2 separate regions of the Mus musculus genome follow, and region 1 is linked to region 2. A link is a contact called in public Hi-C data. All regions are on one chromosome and are shown on one strand. The core of a region is the stretch at or near the end of the contact, and the rest is flanking DNA. Distances in the headings are between cores, read along the strand shown. Region 1 has its middle 16 kb from the start of Mul1. Region 2 holds the start of Ece1 (endothelin converting enzyme 1).

Region 1 (3,670 bases), core at 506-3,005, 560 kb before region 2:
CGCCTTGGTTATTGCTCCCAAAGGGACCCGGCCTCGGCTACCAGCACCCACGCTGGCTCTCCCCACCCTGTCCTTGTTTAGCTGTCTCCAGAGCACCAATGACCATGCAAGCTGTAGATCCAAATGATGATAACGAGTGGTTATCCCTGGTGATGTGAGTGCATCGAGACCACCAGATCGTACTTTTTGTCCCCCTGTCACATCCTCAACTCTTGACTCCCGCCTGGCACATAGTAGGTGCTCAGTGTGCACTTGGTGACTGGATGAACTGAAGAGCAACCTACCCAGCAGGCAAGTGGCATGACAATCCTGTAGATGAGGATGCTGGGGCTCAGAGAGGACCCCATGGCTGGGAAATGGTGGCTCCGGAATCCATACACATCACCAAAGGCAGGCGCCACCCCTCAGGGTCCCTCTAACTGGATCCACAGCCTGTCTTTGGTGGGGAAGGCCACACTTCTTCAGGGAAACATGGGCAGGGGTGTAAAAGGCAAATGGGAGGCTCTGAGGTCTGGGAGGAAGAGGGGAAGTCACCGCTGTTCCTGATTCAAAGGTGACACTGCTAATGAGTGCAGCTGGAGATGGGAAACACCTGATTAAGCGCAGATACTGATCCCAAGACACAGCCTGACTTCAGCAACAGCGCAGCAGAAGAAGCCTCCGTCCCCGATGCATTGGAGAGACTTCATGGAGACTCTTTTCCAACTGCAGGGGATGAATACGGTTTGGTCCACCTTTTCCTCGAAAGAAACTAGACCGAGGCTGAATTCTTTGGTTCGGTTCCCGCCGCCTGCCAGCAGCTTCTCCCCAGTTAATCACCCCCTTCCTTCCCGAGATACTCGGATCCCGCCCCACTCTTTCAGCCTTCAGTGCAACCTACTCGTTTGTTTATCATCTGCTAAGACTCCGGGCTGGAGAGCATGGAGCTCACCCTGAAGCAAATCGTGTCTACTCTGCTCCTGAGGCCCGAGTGCAGGCACATAGTAGGCACTCAGTATTATGTTTATACACATGGAGCAAGGATGTGATAAACAGGAAGACTGGTGAATGGTGATGGCTACATTTGTTAGAGCTTTGGCCCACAGGCGCTTATGTCTGCCTATCAATTTGTCTATGCCCATGTGTGTCTCTGCTGGATCTCTGCAAACATCCAGAGATCTGAGCAGTATCAGAGGTGAGAGGGGTGGGGAACAGATTCCTACCTTGGGGGAAGGGTATGGAGCTCTGACATGTGAACTTGAGAGTTCCTTTTGCACTGGGGTCCAGCCTTGAACCTCATTATTTCTAAAATACCCCTGTCGTACCTGTTCTAGAAGGAATCCTGACTGCCCACCTCACCCTTCTCTCCCCTGCCGAACTCACAGGCAGAAAGACTGCAAGGCATACTCTCTCCTCCTCCCCCCCCCGCCCCCCAAATGCAGAATGGCAGTTGCTATGAGCACCAGCATCCACATGGTACTTGACATCCATGGTTTTAGAAGTTCAGTTGCTATGGCAACAAATACCATGTTTTCCAGACTGAACACACACACATCTCTGGTTCAAATCTGAGGGAAAGGAGGCTCTTTCTAGACATCTCCTGGAGTGGAGGGGCGGGACCGTGCCTTCCGCTGAGAATTCAATACACATCAAGGAATTAAACCAAAGCTCACTGAGTAGTACGTGAACCAAGCTATTCCCAAAGCCAGTCCAGGCTGAAGGGCAGCCCAAAGCCCTCTGGGAAGCTACTCTGTGCACTGTGGACTCCGCCCAGCATACAGCAGGTGGCAGGTGCTTCAAGCGACCAGCTGCTGTGTCTGGGGCTGGTGTATAAAGAGCTCAGCCCGAGAGCTAGATGCTCATTCCAAACCCATATTCACTGCACAGCTAGTGTGGACCACCCGAAGGCATAGATAAGGGGGACAGACAAAACCTATACTCTGCCATCAAGAACACGGCTGAGCCAGGCAGTGGTGACACAAGCCTTTCTTTAATCCCAAGCACTCAGGAAGAAAAGGCAGAGAGAGTTCTAGGAGAGCCAGAACTACATAGAAAGACCTTGTCCCTAGGGAACTGGATCCTACCCTCACCTCAGGTTAGGGAGATAACTTAGGAAAGAACCAGCCCACAAGCATGACTACCTGAGTTCAGATCCCCAGCACCCATGCGAAAGCCAGCTATGTTGGTATGCATCTATATATGCATCCAGGGAGTGGCACTATTAGGAGGTGTGGCCTTGTTGGAGTGGGTGTGGCCTCGTTGGAGGAAGTGTATCACTGTGAGAGTGGGCTTTGAAGCTCTGCCCAGTGCAGAAGTGACAGTCTGCTCCTTGGCTTCCTTTATAAAGATGAAGATGTAGAACTCTCAGCTCCCCCCGGCACCATACCTGCCTGGATGCTGCCATGTTCCCACTTTGATGATAATGAACCGAACCTCTGAAATCTGTAAGTCAGACCCAACTAAATGTTGTCCTTTATAAGAGTTGCCTTGGTCACGATGCCTGTTCACAGCAGTAAATCCCTAACTAGGGCAAGCACTGAGAAGGTAGGGAGAAGTGGAAAGTGGAACCCCGGAACACAGCAGTCAGTGAGCATCAGGCACAGTGAGAGACTCTGTCTCAAGAAGTAAGGTAGAGCCGGGTGGTGGTGGCGCATGCCTTTAATCCCAGCACTTGGGAGGCAGAGGCAGGCGGATTTCTGAGTTCAAGGCCAGTCTGGTCTTCAAAGTGAGTTCCAGGACAGCCAGGGCTATACAGAGAAACCCTGTCTCAAAAAAAAAAAAAACTAACTAACTAACTAACTAACTAACTAACTAACTAAATAAATAAATAAATAAATAAATAAATAAATAAAGTAAGGTAGAAAAACTAAGGAAGACACTTGCTATTAGTCTCTGCAGGCACCACACACACACATACAGTCTATACACACACACACACACAGACAGACAGACACACACACAAATAACAAGATGATACATCTTTTTTAAAAGAACACAACTGTGCAGAGCCAGGTATGGTATTACATACCAGTAGTTTCTATCAGAAGGCTAAAACAGGAGGATTACAGAAAATGTGAGACAGCCTGGGCTACAGGGTGAGACCTGGGTCAAGTGGGGGAGGGGTGGCAGGGACAGGGGGTGGACCGACAAAGAAGCAAGGAGGGAGAAGGTCATAAGCATGGCCACCTGAGGAGTTGTCCGCTAACTAAGGTCAAAGCCTACCACTGTCCAGATAGCTCAGGGCAAAATGGCAGTCTCCATTTGTCAGCAAAGCCTCCTCTTTTCAGCCAAGGGAGACCCCAGACCCCACATCCTCTACCTGTGAGATGTCACGTAACCTTGGTTAGACTACAGGTTCAGCTTCCTTTCTTCCCGTTAACAACTTCTTCAGCTATCACCTGAGATTTCTGGACTGCCTCCCCATGCGAACGAGGTATCTGAGGGCTTTAGTCTTCAGCCAATGGCCTTTGCCCACCCTCTTAGCCCTACTGCTATCTCCAAAACTATATACACTTTGATTTAAAGTAAAACTGATTGTCTCCCCAAAGCTGGTCTCAGTGTTAGGTTCCAGGAATCGAAGAAGAAGAATACCCCAGATTCACACAGCATGCAAAAGCAGAGAGCATTTATTCAGCTGGCTTCCCAGCATGCAGGAGTCTACCCACTTGGGAATGGAGACCTCTAGTGGACT
Region 2 (4,102 bases), core at 742-3,241:
ACCCAAATCTATTTGGGACCAAAGTCTAAAGTCTTTCTGATGGGCTAGGAAGCTTTTCAGGTCAGAGATAGCTCAGCCAGTTAAGAGCAGTTGTTGCTCTTACAGAGGAGCCCTGGAACCAGTCCTAAGCACCAACGATCTAGTATTCGAGCTACAGGAGATCCAACACTCTCATCTGCCCTCCACAGGTACCAGGCACACATGCAAGCCAAACACTCACACAAATTAAAAAGATAATTTTTTAAATGTTCCCAGGGCAGGGTGGGTTGTTAATTAGTTGGTTTATTCCAGCTCAGGCTGCCCTTGAACCAAGATCTGCCTGCCTCAGCCCCCCAAAACCCTGCAATCAGAACATGCAGGACCACACCAGACTTTCTGGTGCTTTGTAAGGAGGAAACGGTCCTCTTTGCGAGTGGCTCAGGCCAGGGTGGGTCTAAAGAGAGGACGTATGACCTCAAAGTCTCTCCCTCTTTTATAGCTCTCCCACATCCTCAAGCTTTAAAGCAACAGCTGGCCCACAGGTGACACATTCCCCGGCCATGAAACTAGACATGAGTTCGCGACAGGGTTTCTCTGTATAGGCCTGGCTGTCTTGGAACTCACTCTGCAGACCAGGCTGGCCTCGAACTCAGAAATCCTCCTGCCTCTGCCTCATAAGTGCTGGGATTAAAGGTGAGCGCCACCACTGTCCAGCTCTTGGGAGATTCTTAATGGGGGAGGTAAGTCGGGTCCAAGATGATCTCTGGGCACCTTGGGGGGGCGGGAGAATTAAGTCATCGGTCTCCAGAGAGACCAATGATGTCTCAGGGGAAAGACGCCAGTGGGTAAGAGAGAAAAGGGCTGTCTAAGGGAGACTTAATTTCTGACCAGGCACGGGTTGGTCCTGAGGCTGTCTCTGGAGCATCTTCAGCTCTCTCCATGATGCCCCTCTGTTTCTCAGCGAACCCCTCAGGCATGGAAGGGACATCACAGATGTAGGCAAGTCTCTAGGACCAAAAGGCAGAGAACCCAGGCAGATCTCCTCAGGCCACACAGGGTGTCCTGGGTCCAGTACACACGCCAAGAGCTCGGCTCTAGGAGAGGCAATCAGAGGTCCACAGGGAGAGAAGAAGCAAATGGCCCTGGGTGAGATGGAGAGGTAACCGGAGGCCTTGGCTCTAGGCCAGAGAGTCAACTCATCACTCCGAAGCTCTCAAAAGCAGCCAGATCTGGATTAGATGGATATCAGGCTTGAGGCTTGAGCCCCCAAAGAAGCCCTCTTCCTCAAGGACCCCTTTACCGTGGTGCTTTGGACCACGGGAGTCAGCACTTGGGCCCTCCTCTGAGGATTCATTACTGGGAGATGCTGGGAACACCAGATAACCCTCAGAACCTCAGACTATCCCCTCCTCTCTGAGCTATCTCTCCCCTTCCCATGAGCCAGGCAGCCACTGCAGGATCAGTGTAGGAGAAAAGTGCCCTAGTCTCCCACGATGTTCTCGAATCCCAAAGCCACTCGGACTATGCGGGGTGTGAGCTCAAGTCCAGCTGAACCTTGACGTCTCTGAATCGACCTGGCCTAGCTGCCCACGGTCTCCAAGTCAAGCCAAGCCAAGCTCAGCTCAGGGACTTGCACACCCCAAACCTATCTCACCAACTCTTCCCCAAAATCCAGCACGCGACCCCGAGTCTTCCACGCCAGGAGCAGCCCAGCAGCCCAGAACCAAGGTCCACGCGAACCGGACACCCCCCACAACTCCTGTCCGGGTCCAAGCCAGTGAACAGCGGGACGCGGGCCTCAGCTAAAGGGGACGCCCAGCTCGCCAGGAACCAGCCAGGATGCCATCGCCGCCCCGCTGTCGGGACCGTCGGGGTTGCATGGAGCCACAGCGGGCTGCGGGAGTACTCACCGTCGCTCCCGGGCTCCGAACGGCCGGGCTTAGGATGCACCTCCCGCTAAGGCTCCAGCTCCAAGTGCGCTGGGCTGAGCTCTACGCTCGAACCTCAGGGCTAGCTGCCGGGGCGGCGCGCGAGGCTGGGGCGCCCAGGCCAGAGGGCGGGGCCCGCCGCGAACCAATACAGAAGTGCGGGGGCTGCGGGCCCCGAAGAAACAGCCAATCAGAAGCGTCGGTTAGACTCCCCCCCACACCTCCGCGGGCTCCTTAACCCTTGGCATGCTGGAGCGCTGGATACTCTAGCTGCCCCGGATACCGGTGGGTCCAGGGGTGCGGGCCCGAACCTCCAGCTTGGCGTGCCTAATCTACACCTCGCCGGGACCCTCTCGAGGGACAGACGGAGCCGGTGTCAGGTCCACCTGCGCCCAGTTGGGGTTCTGGGAGCCTAGGCGACCTTTGTCTCCTGCCTGGTGCCTGCACTGTAGTATGACCCTGGGCACTGCAGCTGTGGGGTGTGTTTGTGTGCAAGAAGGAAGAAGGGCAGAGAGGAGAAGACAGAAAGGGGGGGAAGGGATGAGTTTCGAATGCCTGTGTGTTTATGTGGAAAGATAGAAGACTATATTTGGGGATTGTTAGTGTGTGTGTGTGTGTGTGTGTGTGTGTGTGTGTGTGTGTGTACACCAGCGCAGGCGCGCGATTCAGAGAGGGGAGAAGGAAAGAGAAATGGAATGGAATGAAGGCCCAGTAGGCGGGGGCACTTAGACCTCCAGTAGAGAAACTTTCTCTTTATGCCCGCTGCGCAGGTGCAGAGGAAGAAAGACCAGGAAACTGTACGTACTGGGTGAGCCGTGCATTTGTGACCTGTTGGGCACGCATGTGGGTGTAGTAGAAAGAGGCTTTGTGCCCCTGTTGTGAAAGAGTAGCCGGTGAGTGAATCCCGTTTGGTGTACATGTGTGTTCGAGCATGCAGCTTGAGACACACACACACACACACACACACACACACACACACACACACACACACACGGCAGAGATTTACCACAGCGTTGTAGGTGGCTCAGTTTGTGAGTAGAGAGGTCAGTGTGTCCTGTGTGGTAAATGTGTGGCTGGTTTGTTTTTTGTTTTTTAAGATAGGTCTTGGGGCTGGAGAGATGGCCAAATGGTTAAGAACATGTATTGCTTTTGCACAGGTGTGATGGGGGGGGGAATCGGGGGGGGGATCCCAGCACCGGTATCATTTGGCTCACAACTACCTGTAACTCCAGCTGCAAGGGACCCAATGCCCTATGCTGGCGTCTACAAACATCTGCATTCACATGTGCACATACTGCACCCCAGACAAACACATACATGTAGGTAAACAAACAAACAAACAAACTGCCAGACAGTGGTGGTGGCGCACGCCTTTAATCAGGCAGCAGAAGCAGGAGGATCTCTTGAGTTCGAGGACAGCCTGGCGTACAGAGCAAGTTCTAGGACAGCCAGGGCTACACAGAGAAACCCTGTCTCGACAAACCAACCAACCAACACAAAAAACAAACAGAGATGGGTCTCAATAACCTGGCCCACACTACCCAAACAGAGATGGGTCTCAATAACCTAGCCCACACTACCCCAATCCTACCTCTGCCTCTGGAGTGCTTGAGGTTACAGGTGTGCCCACCAAGCCCCACCTATTTGACTTTGGTCATTCCCTATATTTATATGATGCCAAGAAAAGAAACTAACGTATAAGGGATGTGAGATATATGTTCAGGGGCAAAGACATCCTAGAAGATGTGAGATGGGGGTTCAGGAGAATGGAAGGAAGAAAAAAAGGAGGGAGGGAGAGGGGAAGGAGGGGAGGGAAGGCCTGGGTAGTCTTGCCTACCATCCATCAAGAGGGAAGGAGGAGGAGAGGGCAGAGTGGCTGAAGATGGTGGCAGGCTTGGGAAGAGTAGGGAAGCAGGAACCCTTTCCCAGGACCTGTCCCTGAGTGTCCCTTGTTACACCAGGGAAAGAAAGACCAGACTGAGGATTTAGATGCCAGGGGGACTGTCTGCTCTTCCAATGTGTGTCTGTGGAAGCTTGGTGGGGTGGGGGAGGGGACCCATGGAGTGGGCACAGTGCTCTATAGCCCCTGAAACTTGGCAGCATCAAGTTTTCCACTGTGGAGGTGCAGGTTCGTGGGTGGGGTGTATCCCAGAGCTTGTACATTGGCGGCGGCCATGGGATTCATGAGCAAGAGG

The links. Hi-C and Micro-C count contacts between places; a contact is called where the count stands out from the background.
Region 1: a Hi-C map of embryonic stem cells shows a contact between it and region 2, with 4 times the contacts expected there. The contact joins the enhancer-like site here to the promoter of Ece1 in region 2. A contact is called at or near these places in 3 of 39 promoter capture datasets (embryonic stem cells, hippocampal neurons and pre-B cells), 3 of 484 Hi-C or Micro-C datasets (all in embryonic stem cells) and 2 of 9 other capture datasets (embryonic stem cells and pancreatic islet).

Annotation. Positions count from the first base shown.
Region 1 is chr4:138,416,631-138,420,300 of GRCm38.p6, reverse strand. No RefSeq gene overlaps it. Among named protein-coding and RNA genes, the nearest start is that of Mul1, 16 kb to the left of the region's middle. Within about 2 kb of position 1,755, at least 10 of the 459 cell types and tissues checked have an H3K27ac peak or open chromatin away from gene starts, as enhancers often do. A contact at or near this core is called in embryonic stem cells, where this site is marked.
Region 2 is chr4:137,860,169-137,864,270 of GRCm38.p6, reverse strand. It overlaps Ece1 (endothelin converting enzyme 1), which reads right to left and starts at 1,991. Exons shown (of 19, transcript NM_001369179.1): 1 at 1,890-1,991.